2 separate regions of the Mus musculus genome follow, and region 2 is linked to region 1. The links are chromatin contacts, called in public HiChIP or PLAC-seq maps. All regions are on one chromosome and are shown on one strand. Each heading gives the region's core, a stretch centred on a gene start, on an enhancer-like site or on the middle of the called end of the contact. The rest is flanking DNA. Distances are from core to core; before and after follow the strand shown.

Region 1 (6,498 bases), core at 799-3,298:
CTGAAGACAACCTTAGTTGTGGTTCCTCAGGTGCAATCTACTATATTTCATTGTGACAAAATCTCATTAAGCTGGAGCTTGCCAAGTATGGCTAGTCTGTCTGGCCAGCAAGCCCTTTATCTCCACTTTCTCAACATTAGGATTACAAACACTATGCCTTTTGGAGGCAGTGGGGGGTGTTATTTGTTTGTTGGTTTGTTTTTAATATGGTTCTTGGGCTCAGATCTAGGTCCTTGAGCTTGTAAGATGAGCATATTACTATCTGAGCTATATCACCAATCCAGAGAGCCCCTGTTCTTAACTACTGAGATTCTCTCCCTGTCCCCTGACTAGCTGCCTTCCAACACAGAATATTTTCTTCAGCCTCTCATGAGCCTGTCCTTGTAGAAGCATCTGGTCCTCATGGGCTGTGTGGATGCTGCAGCAATGGGCAGACAATGTCCCTTTTCCTCAATGAACATAGCACATAGTCCATCATCTTCCAGTGTGAAGGTGGCATTTAAAACTTGTACCAGTTGCAGTTGCTTTTGCTCCTTAAGAGCTTATCAATTATCCATTCAGTGGCATTCATTAATATCATAAATGATGTCTGCACACACAGAGTAACCAGCATAGCAGACTGTTTAATGTCACATAACATCAGTTTTCTCATTTAAAAAAAATGAGACAAGCTATTTCTCTATTTGTATGATGGTTAAGTGGTGGTAACATGAAACACTAGCAGGTGTTTGGCATGACAGCTATTTTCATATATTATTTAAATATACTATGTTGAATATGTTTAGAGATCAGATAAAACTCTAGGAATAACTTCTGCATCTTTTGCTTATATCTCTTATAGTAAGAAATATAGCCTTAAGTTTAAGAAATTCCTTTAATGCAAAGAAACTGCATTATTATGTGTGATTTTTTCCCCCATATTTCTAATGAAGAAAAAGATGAAGTGATCTATGGTAATTTGACACATAGGAAGTGGTGTAAGGAACTCAGAGATGGCTCAGTTGGTGAAGTGCTTGCCTTGCAAGCATGAGGTTTTGGGTCCATCCTCAGGATCCATGGGAAAATACTAGGTGTGGTGGGCAACACTGGTCATGAATGACTGGGGTGCAGGGCCAGGAGGATCTCTGAGGATTGCGGTGAGCCGGCTTAGCCTGGCAGTCCTGGGGCAGAAAGAGAGCCTGACTGAAAGGAACAAAGGAGGAAGAGGGGGAGGAAGAGCAGGAGGAGGAGCAGGAGGAGGAGGAGCAAGGGGAGGAGGGGGAAAAGGAAGAAGAGGAGGGGAGGAGGAAGAACAAGAGGAGGAGGGGTAGGAGAAAGAAAAGGAGCAAGAGGAAGAGGGGAAGGAGCCAGAGGAAGGGAGAGGAGGAAGCAAGAGGAGGAGCAAGAGGAACAGAAGCAAGAGAAGAGGAGGAAGAGAGGAAGAGGAGGAAGAGGAAGAGGGGAAGTAGGAGCATGAGGAGGAGGAGCCAGAAGAGCGATACTTAGGTGATGTTTGTCCTCTGACCTCCACATACATAAACACACATGTGTACCTGTACACACACACACACACACACACACACACACACACAGAGAGAGAGAGAGAGAGAGAGAGAGAGAGAGAGAGAGAGATACAAATTCAGAGGCATCCAGAATCCAAGCATATTTATGCTATGAGCCCATCTCATAAAAGATGCTCAGAAACCATAATTCATGTTAGAATCATTATCATTGTTGTGTTAATGAATTCAGCAGAACTTGCAGAAAAATCAATCTTAAGATTTTTGTTTTTTGGGTTTTTTTTTTTCCCAGCCTATAGAGGATCAGCCACTGGGGCAAGGGGCACTGTGAGAGGCCCCAGGGGAGAGGGGTTAGGAGCCAGTATTCACTCAGCATCTGCTCTGGCCAGGCCCTTTGCCCTACAGGTAATCCCATTCAGTTCCCCTTAAACCCCTGTAGTCCCAAGAGCCACCGGGGCTCAGATTACAGCCCACATTGGCAGCAGCTTGGACTCCCAAGAGGGCTTCTCTTACTCATACTGGAGGAATGAATGCATTCACTGTTCTTTTATGCAAAGCCATTCCTCAGCCCTCAGTGCCATGTTTGGCAGTCAGCCTCTGTTGTGGTCCCCACATGGAGGAGGTCACAGGCTCTGTCTTTAACCTTCAGTGCAGTGAAGTCTTCATGGGGACCACTACTAGGGAGTAGCCACTGCAGCCACACCTTGAGCTCAGCACTTTCTGGGAGTGATTTCACTGAGTCTATACAATAGCCAGATGTAGTAGGCATGCTGGATAGAAGAGCTGTCCAGGGACTTGTCCATGGTTACACAGGTCACAGAGGGGCCGGCAGGCAAAGATGCTGATAGAAGATCTGGGCTCTTTCTACATCCCATGTAACACCTATATGCCAGTCAAACCCTTACCCCCATGCTTAGCAGAACATAGAGCATGGAAACCAGCTTTGCTCGAATGTCTTAGACATCTACTGGTTTATTTCTTGCTTTTGAAAATCATGAAGGTATCTCTTCCTCTGATCTAAGTCATTTCCCCATTAGGAGGGCACACCCCCTGCACTCTCAGGCACCCTTGTGCAGTGAGTAACTACACATAATAAATAAAGATGGCCCTAAGTGCCATCTTTACTGTTTGACCATTGATTGTTCTGCTGTATGGGGACTGGTTTCCTCTAATGTCTGTTTGCTTGTCCTTGTTCCTTCTTTTTGTGTCCCTTTGAATAACAGGCCTGGGTCACTCAGGTACACAGCCCCTGTGAGCAGCGTGTGACTTGCTCTTAGGGACACGGCTGATTTTGCATATGATTCTGAAGACAAGGCCTGGGGTCAGCGTCTCCCCCGGGGCTGATTCCCAAGAGGACTGGGTCTGTTCTGAAGGCCGCTGCTTCAGCCTATTTCAGAGGGTGGTAGTGTGAGGGCACCACCCTATGAACTTCATCCATGTAGGAAGCAGTAGATGGGCCAAGGATGAGGTCTTCTTAAAGCTGGGCTTCCTTATGCCGGGGCTGCAGAGATGCTCAGCAGTAAGGAGTGCTTGTTGCTCTTCCCGGGGGACCTTAGTTGAGCTCTCAGCATCCCTATTCAGTGGCTCACAACTGTCTGTAGCTCCAGCTCCAGGGTATCCAGTGCCCTTTTCTATCCTTTACAGGCAGCAACACACTTGTGCCATGCACACGTATACAAAGGCAAGCATACATGCACATAAATATAAATAAAATCTTACAACAGAAAAATAAGCTGGGAGTCACTCCAAAGCTGCCTGTCATCCATCTACCTGGATCTCTTCGTTCCTGACTTGTGGGACCATCCCCCGGTGTACCTATAACAGCTTCCTTTTACCTTTAGTGAGATGCCCCCATCACCTGCAGAGAGCACTGGGAGGAGGGAGTCCCTTCCATCAGGCAGCCTCAGAGTACGCCTTTCAGTGGCCTCTCACTCTGTCATTTACCCCTTACCTCAGCCATGGGGAACAGAGGCAGGTCTGATCAGACCCTCAGCGTGGCTTTGCTACACAGTAGTCAGCCAGGAAAGCTGTGGTTTTCATCATCTGAATGTTTACTTCACCGAGTGGCCGGAGGTTTTGCTTCTTATCTTTTGTAGACACCAAATAATTTATTGCCGAGACCCACCCTGGCAGGCGCTACAGTCTTCTGAACTTCTAAAAGGTCATCTGCACTCAACCCAAACCACTTGCTCAAAGCCTCTTTGAACTCTGGCTGCACATGATATTTCCCCCCCCCCCTTTGGCAGGGGGTGGGGAAGAAACTGGGAGCTTCAGGGAAAATAAGGCCCGTCCAGCCCTCAGCCACAAACGTCTTTCTTCCCAGCTTGCTTCAGATTACAGCCTGGAATACATGTGTTTCTGTTCCTTAATTCTATTCCCTCTTAACTTCCTCCCTTTAATTTGGAGCTCTGAGAATTTTCTAGATAGTCACTGACTACCAGTCTAATTTGGCTAGCTCTCTTGGCTTCCCACCTGGGTGCCTCAGGCTGGTTTATTGGAACTCAGAGCCTTTTGGTCTCTACGAATTAGTCTAGAGCTGTGGGCTTTACTGGCCCATTGGTTAGAAATGCAAACATTTAAGCTCTCTGCCTCTCACGTCTGTTATTTCAGCAAATATTTAGAGTGCTTCTGTAGCAGATGCGGGACTAGCTCGGGATTATACACACATGGATCAGCAGTGGATAAGCCTGGCCCTGCAGAAGCTAAAGGTGTACAAGAAAGCTGGATCTTGACTTACCACTGTCACCCAGAGTGTTAATGCCACCACCAAGAAGGATGTGCAGGCTGCCTAGCAAGGGCATTCATAATGGGGCAAGCAGACCAGGAGGAGCCCATGTGCATGTTGGACCTAAAAGCCTGCACCAGTACACAGGTGTACCAGTGAGGCAGTGTTCCTCATGGAGTCAGGTTGCTGGGGACTTGGTGGATGATACATTGCTGTTGGGGTACAGGATACAAGAGGAATTAAAGACTAGAGAGTAGACCAAGAAGATTAAGGACTCATGGTGGAGGGTATCAGATAACTACAAACCTAAACTCTTCTGGAATTGGACTTCGTTCTCTAGCTAGAGATGAGCCACAGAACGGGCTTGTTTGTTTATTTATCTTATGTGTGAGTGTGTGCAACACAATGTGTGCGTGCATTGTATGCAAGTCTACCTCAGGTGAAATGTCCACTTTTTTTTTTTTTTAATTTTTGAGACAGACTCGTCAGAATTTGGAACTCAGTGATTCCACTATAGTGTCTGGCCAGCATGCTGGATTTCTGCATGGGTTCTGAGGACCACACTCAGGTTACGACATTTGGAAGGCAAACGTTTTATTGACTGAAACATACCCTCAGCTCCCATAAAAGTGTCGTACATAGAGGGTAATGACTTTGACCAGGTCAATGTGGGAAAAATCAAAAGTGCAAGGGGCTCCTGGACTGGGTACCTGGTAGAAAGGTTGGTTCTAGCCATACAGGGACTAAGGCTGTGCATGCTTGACCTCTCTGAAAAGAGAGGAGTGGACATTTTACAATCCCAACGAGTCTTTCCACAGAGAGGTTGGGTTCTAAGAAGCCTCACGTAGGTATGCGATTTGATGATTCTTGATGACGTAGAATCTCCCTGGAGTACTCACCTTCTCTGCTGTGGACAGACATTTCAGAACATTTTGAATCCTGATCAAACCCACTCCCGCTTTTGGGGCTTCCAGTGTGTACATAAGTGGGTATTTTGTGTCCCTAATTGAGGCATTGCATGTATAAGGACTAAGATTCCTCACTGAGTTCTCTCTTTGACACTGCATCAGGACTGCTCTGCTAGGAGACATCTGTGTCTGCTCCCTAGGGCGCATTGATAGGAATGGTTGGGTTTTGTAGACTCAATGGAAAACAATTCAGAATTTTGCATATTGCGTTCATATATTGAAAGCCCTTGTGTGTGTGTGTGTGTGTATGTGTGTGTGTGTGTGTGTGTGTGTGTGTGTATGTGTGTTCTGAGGAAGGCAATGGCAGTACAAAAGAGAAGGAAGTCAGGTGTGTCTGCCTCTACTCCATCCTCTTAGGCTTGGTGCCCAAAAGAAATCAATATTCTATATAAGTTTTTTTTAATTATTATTTTATATGTATGAGTATTTTGCCTGCCTGTATGTACCATGTGCATGCAGTGCCCATGGTAGCCAGAGGACAGCATCCGATCCCCTGAAACTGGAGTTCCACATGCTCGTTAGCTGCCATGTGGCGGCTGGGAATCAAACTCCAGTCCTCAGGAAGAATAGCCTCAGCTCAGCATCTTTGTAGTCTCCCAAGTTCTGTTTGGGACATGCATACATTTGCTGTGTGTGTTGGTTCATTTGTTCATTCATTCATTCATTCATTCTCTCTCTTTCATATGACTAGGAGCTCGTTAATGTCCTTAGTTTAGTGTCCTCTCTACCCTGTTTCCTTTCACCTTTCCATGTTTTGGAGAGCTTGTTACATTGTTACATCTATGTATGTGCACCTGGCTTGTCCTTTAACCGTCTTCCTCCAGTGTCTGAATGGGCCGTACCTTAGCTGGCTCAGAGTTCCCATGCTGAAGGGCGCATACACTATGCTTCAGGTTTCTGATCCACGGTCACAATTTGGGTAGCAACATGGCTTACTGCCATGACCTAACCAGCTGCCATGTTGGTAACAGACTTTCCACAAAGCTTGTGTTCTCTCAGATGTACTCAGAGCTGCGGCATCTGACTGATCAGTGTTTGTTGCCTCTCAGCTCCTCTCTCGTCTGACTGCTACACAGACTCACGCTGGAAGAAAGGATGATTCTAGGTCCTAACTCCTCTCCATCGCCTGGAGTATGAGCTGGGCTTCTGCCCTCTGCAGCCTGGAGGTTGGTTCTTCACCAACACAGCCCACACCTAAAGATTCCTTTCCCCTGGTGATAATTTTACTTTGTTTCAAGACAGGATCATACATGGTAGCCCAGGTTGTCCTGGAACTCACTACTGTAGCACAGGCTAGCCTTGAACT
Region 2 (6,633 bases), core at 2,553-5,052, 120 kb before region 1:
CTGTGTTAACAGTCATAGTGTTCAGTAATAAATTCCAATCTCCATGGCTTAATACAATAAAAGATCCAGTGGGGACTTAGGGTTCTGGGCTAGTCCCAGGCCTCTGAGACTCAGGCTAGACAAGGCACCCACCATCTTGACCCCTCTGTGAATGAAGACTGTGTTCTATATGTTTATCTCACTGAATGTTGACCAATGTTCTTTTATTTAAAACAAACCAAAACAACCCAAAGAATGTGGTTACATTTACTTTTTCAAAGCACATCACATGACCACCGATAAGTTCAAGGGGACAGGGAGGTGAAATCCTCCCTTGTCACCAAGAGGGAGTGGGGACCCCCCCCCCGAGTCAGGTGACCTTACCCAAACTGCACGAGTGAGTTGAGTGTGGGGAAAACCAAAACCAAATAAGAACAACAGCAAAAAACCCTCAGACTCATAAAGTCACTTTTCCAAAAGGCGACAAAGCGAGGAGAGCAGGGATCACAGGCGCGTGCACGTTCTCTTAGCGCGTGCACATGCATGCGTCTTCCAAGACGTGGGGACCCCTTCGTCATAAGCCCTCCTGCAGGGAATAGTTTTTATTAGCTTCAAGGGAACTTCAGATGCTGACAAGGAAAAACTTTGACCCCCCCAGTTAAAGTTTATCTTGTGAGAATGGGTTTCTCTCCTCCTCTCGCAACAACCTGCAGGAAGGAAGGAAGACTGGAGGGAGGCAGGGAGGGAAACGGGCCGGGCCGGCACCCTTTGACCCACTAACAATATCAGATTGCAGACTATTGGGTGATGTGTTTTTCCCTCCACTCTGTGGCATTTTCCATCCACAAGGCAAGGTCAGAAAACATTTATATCTTAATCCCCATACTTAATTCTTGCTTGCTCCGAGTTTGTTCCCTGCTTGGTTTCATACCCTTTCTTCATCCTTAAGAGACGTCTTGTGACAACCCATGAATGGCAGCCTAGCTAAGCACACCAAGGATGATGCCTCAAACCTCCCCAGCAGGAAGGTCGAGAGCATGAGAGTCTGTTCCCACATCGCCACTGGAGTCAAGTTAGCAGTGAGTTAGACTTAAGCCTCTCTTCAGAAGAGAGTTCTGGGGCTCAGCGAGGTTAAGTGTCTGCTCAACATCATGTGGTTAGAGCCCAGAATAACCCCAGCTATTATTACTCTCCCCACCCCCAATAACTATTTTTTTTTATCTTCTCTACTTGGCAGCCTTGCATCTATCCTTCCACCCCTAGAATTGCCTTGATACCTGTCAGACAATGCAGGGTTCTCCACCTTGTCTAATGGCATCCACAATCCAGGAAATGTTTTATTACTTGCGGCGAGTAAGAGCTGTGAGGTTATTTGCTCTTAAAGTGGGAATTTGTTGGCGAGCTTGTACATACAGAAGGGTACTTGTCGGGGCAAGTGATTTCCTGAGCATGCTCAGTGTAAGGATGGATGCTCAGTATAAACATGCTCACCACTGTTCAAAGAGGGAGGCTGTTGGATATATCCTTCAGGTTGTAAGAGCATGCGTCCAGAAAGAAGAGGTGGTAGACATGCATGCTCCTGGGCGGAGAATGTAGTATAAGAAGCAAAATTTACACTAGGTAGCCTGAAGGAATGAGCCACAGTGGTCTGGTGACCTTGGCTGGTTCCCATGCAGGTGTGTTGACAGTCTCTTAAAGGGAAAGCAGCTTTCTCCCACGGAAGTCTGACAGTTTGCCAGGAAAGAAGGCCATACTGCTTGCTGACCAACACACATGGGGCAGGTCTCACTCATTGTGTAGGAGACACAGGGTGAGGTGGTAGCCATGTAGCTCAGCTGCTGGGCTTCAGGTTTAAGGGATATTGTTTCTTGGACCTCAGAAATTGTCATGAACACCTAGAAGCCTGGGAAACAAAGCTAAGTTCTGGAAAGACATGTAAGGCGGGGCCGAAACTGCAGGTGCAAGCTACCCAGCTGGGTCTCAGGACAAACGTGTGTGTGTGTGTGTGTGTGTGTGTGTGTGTGTGTGTGTGTGGTCTAGTGGTGCTTTTATTTTACTCTCAAAGAAGAAAAGCAAATTGATTAGGTGAAGTATCCCCTTTACATGGGCCCTGAAAATACCCAGGTTTAGCTGGGCAGTGGTACACTCTTTTAATTCCAGTACTCCGTGGCAGAGGTGGGCAGATCTCTGAGTTTGAGTCCAACTTGATCTACAGAAAGATTTCCAGGAGAGCTAGGGCTGCACAGAGAAAACCTGTCTAGTAAACACACACACACACACACAAACACGCGAGCGCACGAAGAAAGAAAGGGAGGTTTAATGAGTATGGTATTTGAAATTTGAGAATTAGAAAGCTACATAGGAAACCATGAATTTGAGGCTAGCCTGGACTACACGCAGAATAAGAGGGGAAAAAAAAAAACACTAGGATTTGATGAGTTTAAATAGGAAAAGATGGGCATAGCAGGAATCTGGCCCTGGACACGATCCTGTGGCCTTGGACGGGCACCTAATTCAGGGGGAGCTGTTCAGGATCAGTCTCCAACAGGAGCCCTGTGACTCTCCCCAAATCAGTAGGCATGGGAGCTTGGTTCATGACCAAGACATAAGCTGTGGGGGCTTTATCCTGCGGCCCTGATGTGCCATTGTGGCTATATGGCAGTCATCCATGTTGTGGTGAATGAAAGAAGTGATTTCAAATGCAGCTTGAAATTTTTTTTTTTTGAAAAAAAAAAAAAAGAAGCCACATACTTCTCTGTGTATGTCATGTTTCCCCAGATGGATCCACAATGAGCCATGTAATTTCCCTCGTGCATTTTCTGAGCCAGTGGTGGATCAGAGAGCTAGAAGAGGCTTCAGAAGATGCATGAGTGGCGTCTCTTTCTTCCAACAGGTGTGGTTCTGCTTCCCCCATTGGACAACCACAGATGTAGAGTGCATGTTTTTCAACAATGGATGGCCAAGACTAATGCTGACATAGGTTTTGAGACTCGGCTGTCTAATAACACACTGCTCCTTATAAACAATGTCTTCCCTATTTCATAGTCAGAGCCATAGGCTGGAAACATTAAAGGGTAAAAAGGAGCAGAGGGGCCCCAGGGAAATAGTTTGTCAATGGCCTGCATGAAGACTATTGCAACACCCATGCAAAAAGCCAGTTGTGGTGACTCATGCTTCAAACCCCAGTGCTGGGGAGGCAGAGACAGGTAGGTCCCTGGAGGCTGCTGGCCAGCCATTCTAGCCTGATTGGTGAACCCCAAGTCTCAGTGAAGCACTTTGTCTCAAAAACCAAGATGAAGCGATGGCTCAGCAGTTAAGAGCCCTGGTTGCCCTTCTAGAGGACTTGAGTTTGATCCCTGGCATTTACAAAGTGCCTCACATCTGTGTAAAACTCCAACCAGAGGACCTAACACTCTTTTCTAGCCTCTGAGGGTGCCGGGCACACATGTGGCACGCAGACATGTGCAGGCAAAAGACACATAAACAAAATAAACATTTCAAAACCAAGGTGGATAGCTTCTGAGGAATAGCCTCAAGATTAACTTCAGGCTCTGCATGCATGAACACACGTGCTAATACACGTATGTAAACATAAACACATACCTGCACACACAAACTTTATACTGAGGCAGTCACGTCTGGTGAGGAGTCACCACTGGCCCCCAGTAGGCAGGCAGGCTTTGGCACAGTGGCGGGACGAAGGTGAGTGTGTGAGGCAGGTGAAGCCATCAGCGCTGGCTCCACTGGCCTTCCTGGGCTGTGGTGCCTTGGTTTTCTACATAGGCTCTGTAGGAAACTCCTGCACGCTGGCTTTGCTCTGTCACACAGGCTTTACTCAATGTCACCTTCAACCAGAGAGCTAGTTTGCTAAGAGGGAAAATTGCCCAGGATGCCAAAGTGATAGTTATTTCCAGCGATCTAAGTTGATTAACAACTGCTTCCTGGAGGAGCTCTCAGCCACTGACTGTCTCTGGGGTTTGCAGTACTGACCACAGCGGGTACAAGAGGCACTGTGTGCAATGTGTGAAGGACAAGCCCTTATTAGGAGAGTCTCCCAGGAAGCAGGGAGGGCAAACAACATTCCTTTAGAGTGATGGATTTCTTTTATTTTTCGTTGAATATTTTCATTAAAAGAGAATTGTGGGATCGCTTTTTGCATTACTTTGAATATATATTTTGTAAAAAAAAAAAAAAAAACATCAACAAAGGGGCCACCCCCACTGGGATTCCTTTTATTTGTGAGGAGAGGATACAACTCCCAGAAGTGCTCATGAACATCCCTGACATGGAATGGGCTAGCACAGAACAATTTTCTCCATCATTTAAAACCATATACATTTCTGTTTGCTGATTGGCAGCTACCACTTCAAGCTGTTCCCGCTTCTTCACTGGGCCTCTCCCTAATTCATCATCCAGGACAGCAAGGTCTCCCCTGCCGTAGTCTTTAGCTTCTATTGCTTTCGCTACAACAAGGCCTTTGTGGTTATCTAGTGTTTATCCACCTGGCAAGTGCTTCTCGGTCATCCCAGCTAATCCCCTGCCTCACATCACTCATTTTTTCTTTCTTGGCACTCTGAGCCCTGGACACACCAAGCTGCCTCTGACTCCCTCTGGCCCTTCACAGGTGGCTTCCTTTCTAGAATAGACCTTTCCCTTCTCTCCTCTCTTGCTTGGGTCACTTTGCTCATCCCGTTCCATCCTGATTCCTTTCAGGGCTGCCTCTCTTAGCAAGGGGCAACTTCAGATGGAAGGCTGCCTCCTGGCTGAAAGTGGGGAAAAGAGAAATAATCCGAATACTTGGAATTCCAAAAGTTGTGCTGTGCCAGGTAAGGCCACTTCACTATCTCTGCTGACAGGATGTGAGCAGGAGAGAGGAAGAGAGAGAGAGATGGAAATAGAACGGGCAGAGCAAGATAACTTGAGGTGTGTCTGAAGCCTCTGGGACACTTCATGGGAATCTTCAACAGTCCCCGGACAGTCCATCTAAATATGTTGACCCCGTGACCTCAGAGACTGTGGCTGCAGACAAATTAGTCTCTGGACTGTTGTGTAGTCTTGTTACAGGTCAAGTTGCAGCCAGCCATAGGAAAGGACACAGGCTCAGTGTGCAGGTTAGAGTCCAGACCCCTGGAAGAGGAAGGAGAAGAAGCGAGTTAAGGAGACAAGCAGGAATGTTCATCCTGAAATACTTAGGTCCACTTTACAGATGGTTTATTTTTAACCGCACCTTTTTATTTATACTAGGGAAACACATACGATAGAGCGTGCTGAAGTCAGTTCTCACCTTCCACCACGTGGGGTCCTGGGGACCAAACTCAGGTCATCAGGCGTGGTGGTAAGCGTCTTCACCTGATGACCCATCTTGCTGGCCCCCAAGAAACGGGTTAAAACAATACTGTTTCCTAGCACTCGAAGAGACTTTATTGTTGATTTTATGGTTCCTGGCAGTCATCCAGGTTGGGTTTCCCTCCCTTCATTAAACCCCTCTCACACACACAATGGTGTGTCTCCTAGGTGATTCTAAATTCTGTCAAGTTGGCAGGATCAACCTTTGCGCCATCTCTCCCTGTCACTCATTTGCTGAGCACAAGCCTGCTTTGACTTTACCGTGGATCCAAATTTCCAAGCAAGAAGAGGAAGAGAACTTTATAAGAATGGTGATGGATTCTCATGACTCAACAGGAGGCTGAACTGAGGGGTTTGGATCCATGTCTGTTTTCTTTCTGCCTTCAAATGCTAGCAGCTAACATACTGGCTTCCCTTCCTGCTGGGACACAGCCCCTGAAGTACCTTGCTGTGTTCAGAGCTTGGGCGTCTGGCTTCAAGAAACTGTCTACTGGTTAAAAGACCTATAGCCAAATGACTCTGGGCTATGCTGTCACTGTCTCCCCTCTGGCAGTCTCAGGGCTCCTTGATGAGGGGAGGAGCCAGAACCCCATGCTGTTTTCCTTCCCTGGGGACACACTGAGCTCTGCCTCACTGAGCTCTGCCTCCTGCTCCATCCAGGAATTCTGAGACCCCAGCACAGCACTCTTGACCTTTTCAGGAGCCCTCCCTCACCCCTTGTGATCACTGTCCTGTGAGCCTGGGGGTGCATGAGCAAACACAGTGCTGTGTAGCTCTCTGAAGAGGGCAGGTTCAGGAGATGGCAACCCCCATAGGGTGACTACATTGTTTCCATTGCATCCTGAGCAACATGGTTGCATAATTATTTTGGCAAATTATTTTGGGAAAACCGGTATATCCAGAGGCTCTCCTCCATGTACAGAGCTGACACACTACAGATAGATTATGGTTGGTTTTTGTTTGTTTGTTTGTTTTTGTTATTTACTATTTTAGGGGCCACCTCTAGGCCCAACGGGCCAATTGGTTGTAGCCACATAGTAGAGGCTTTAATGGAACATGGAAAGGGGCCTTCAATCAGAGAGTTTCAACCAAGAGCACCAAGAGCATGGGCTGTTTTCAGAAGTGGTAAGAATCCTACGTCCTAGGCACTGGAGAGATGGCTCAGCCGTTAAGAGCACTGACTGCTCTTCCAGAGGCCTTCAGTTCAATTCCCAGCAACCACATGACAGTTCACAGCCATCTGTAACAGGATCTGATATCCCCTTCTGGTACCTCTGAATGCAGGGACAGTGTACATAGATACATAGA

The links. HiChIP or PLAC-seq counts read pairs in DNA pulled down with a chosen protein or histone mark.
Region 2: a contact with region 1 is called in an HNF4G HiChIP or PLAC-seq map of pancreatic cancer cells. The contact joins two enhancer-like sites. A contact is called at or near these places in 4 of 39 promoter capture datasets (frontonasal cranial neural crest, liver, second pharyngeal arch cranial neural crest and 1 more), 4 of 484 Hi-C or Micro-C datasets (liver, nephron progenitors and uterus), 8 of 115 datasets of contacts at active chromatin or transcription factors (T-cell acute lymphoblastic leukemia, astrocytes, bone marrow-derived dendritic cells and 5 more) and 1 of 9 other capture datasets (adipose tissue).

What each region holds. Positions count from the first base shown.
Region 1 is chr9:60,403,086-60,409,583 of GRCm38.p6, reverse strand. The region is part of intron 4 of Thsd4 (thrombospondin, type I, domain containing 4); the gene reads left to right. Among named protein-coding and RNA genes, the nearest start is that of 2010001M07Rik, 72 kb to the right of the region's middle. Within about 2 kb of position 2,048, at least 48 of the 459 cell types and tissues checked have an H3K27ac peak or open chromatin away from gene starts, as enhancers often do. A contact at or near this core is called in pancreatic cancer cells, where this site is marked.
Region 2 is chr9:60,524,555-60,531,187 of GRCm38.p6, reverse strand. Gm51679 (a long non-coding RNA gene) reads right to left here. Exons shown (of 2, transcript XR_003948172.1): 2 at 4,185-5,106. It overlaps 9230112J17Rik (RIKEN cDNA 9230112J17 gene), which reads left to right. Exons shown (of 4, transcript NR_040464.1): 3 at 4,693-4,805; 4 at 5,224-6,633. Among named protein-coding and RNA genes, the nearest start is that of Gm51679, 8.0 kb to the right of the region's middle. Within about 2 kb of position 3,802, at least 27 of the 459 cell types and tissues checked have an H3K27ac peak or open chromatin away from gene starts, as enhancers often do. A contact at or near this core is called in pancreatic cancer cells, where this site is marked.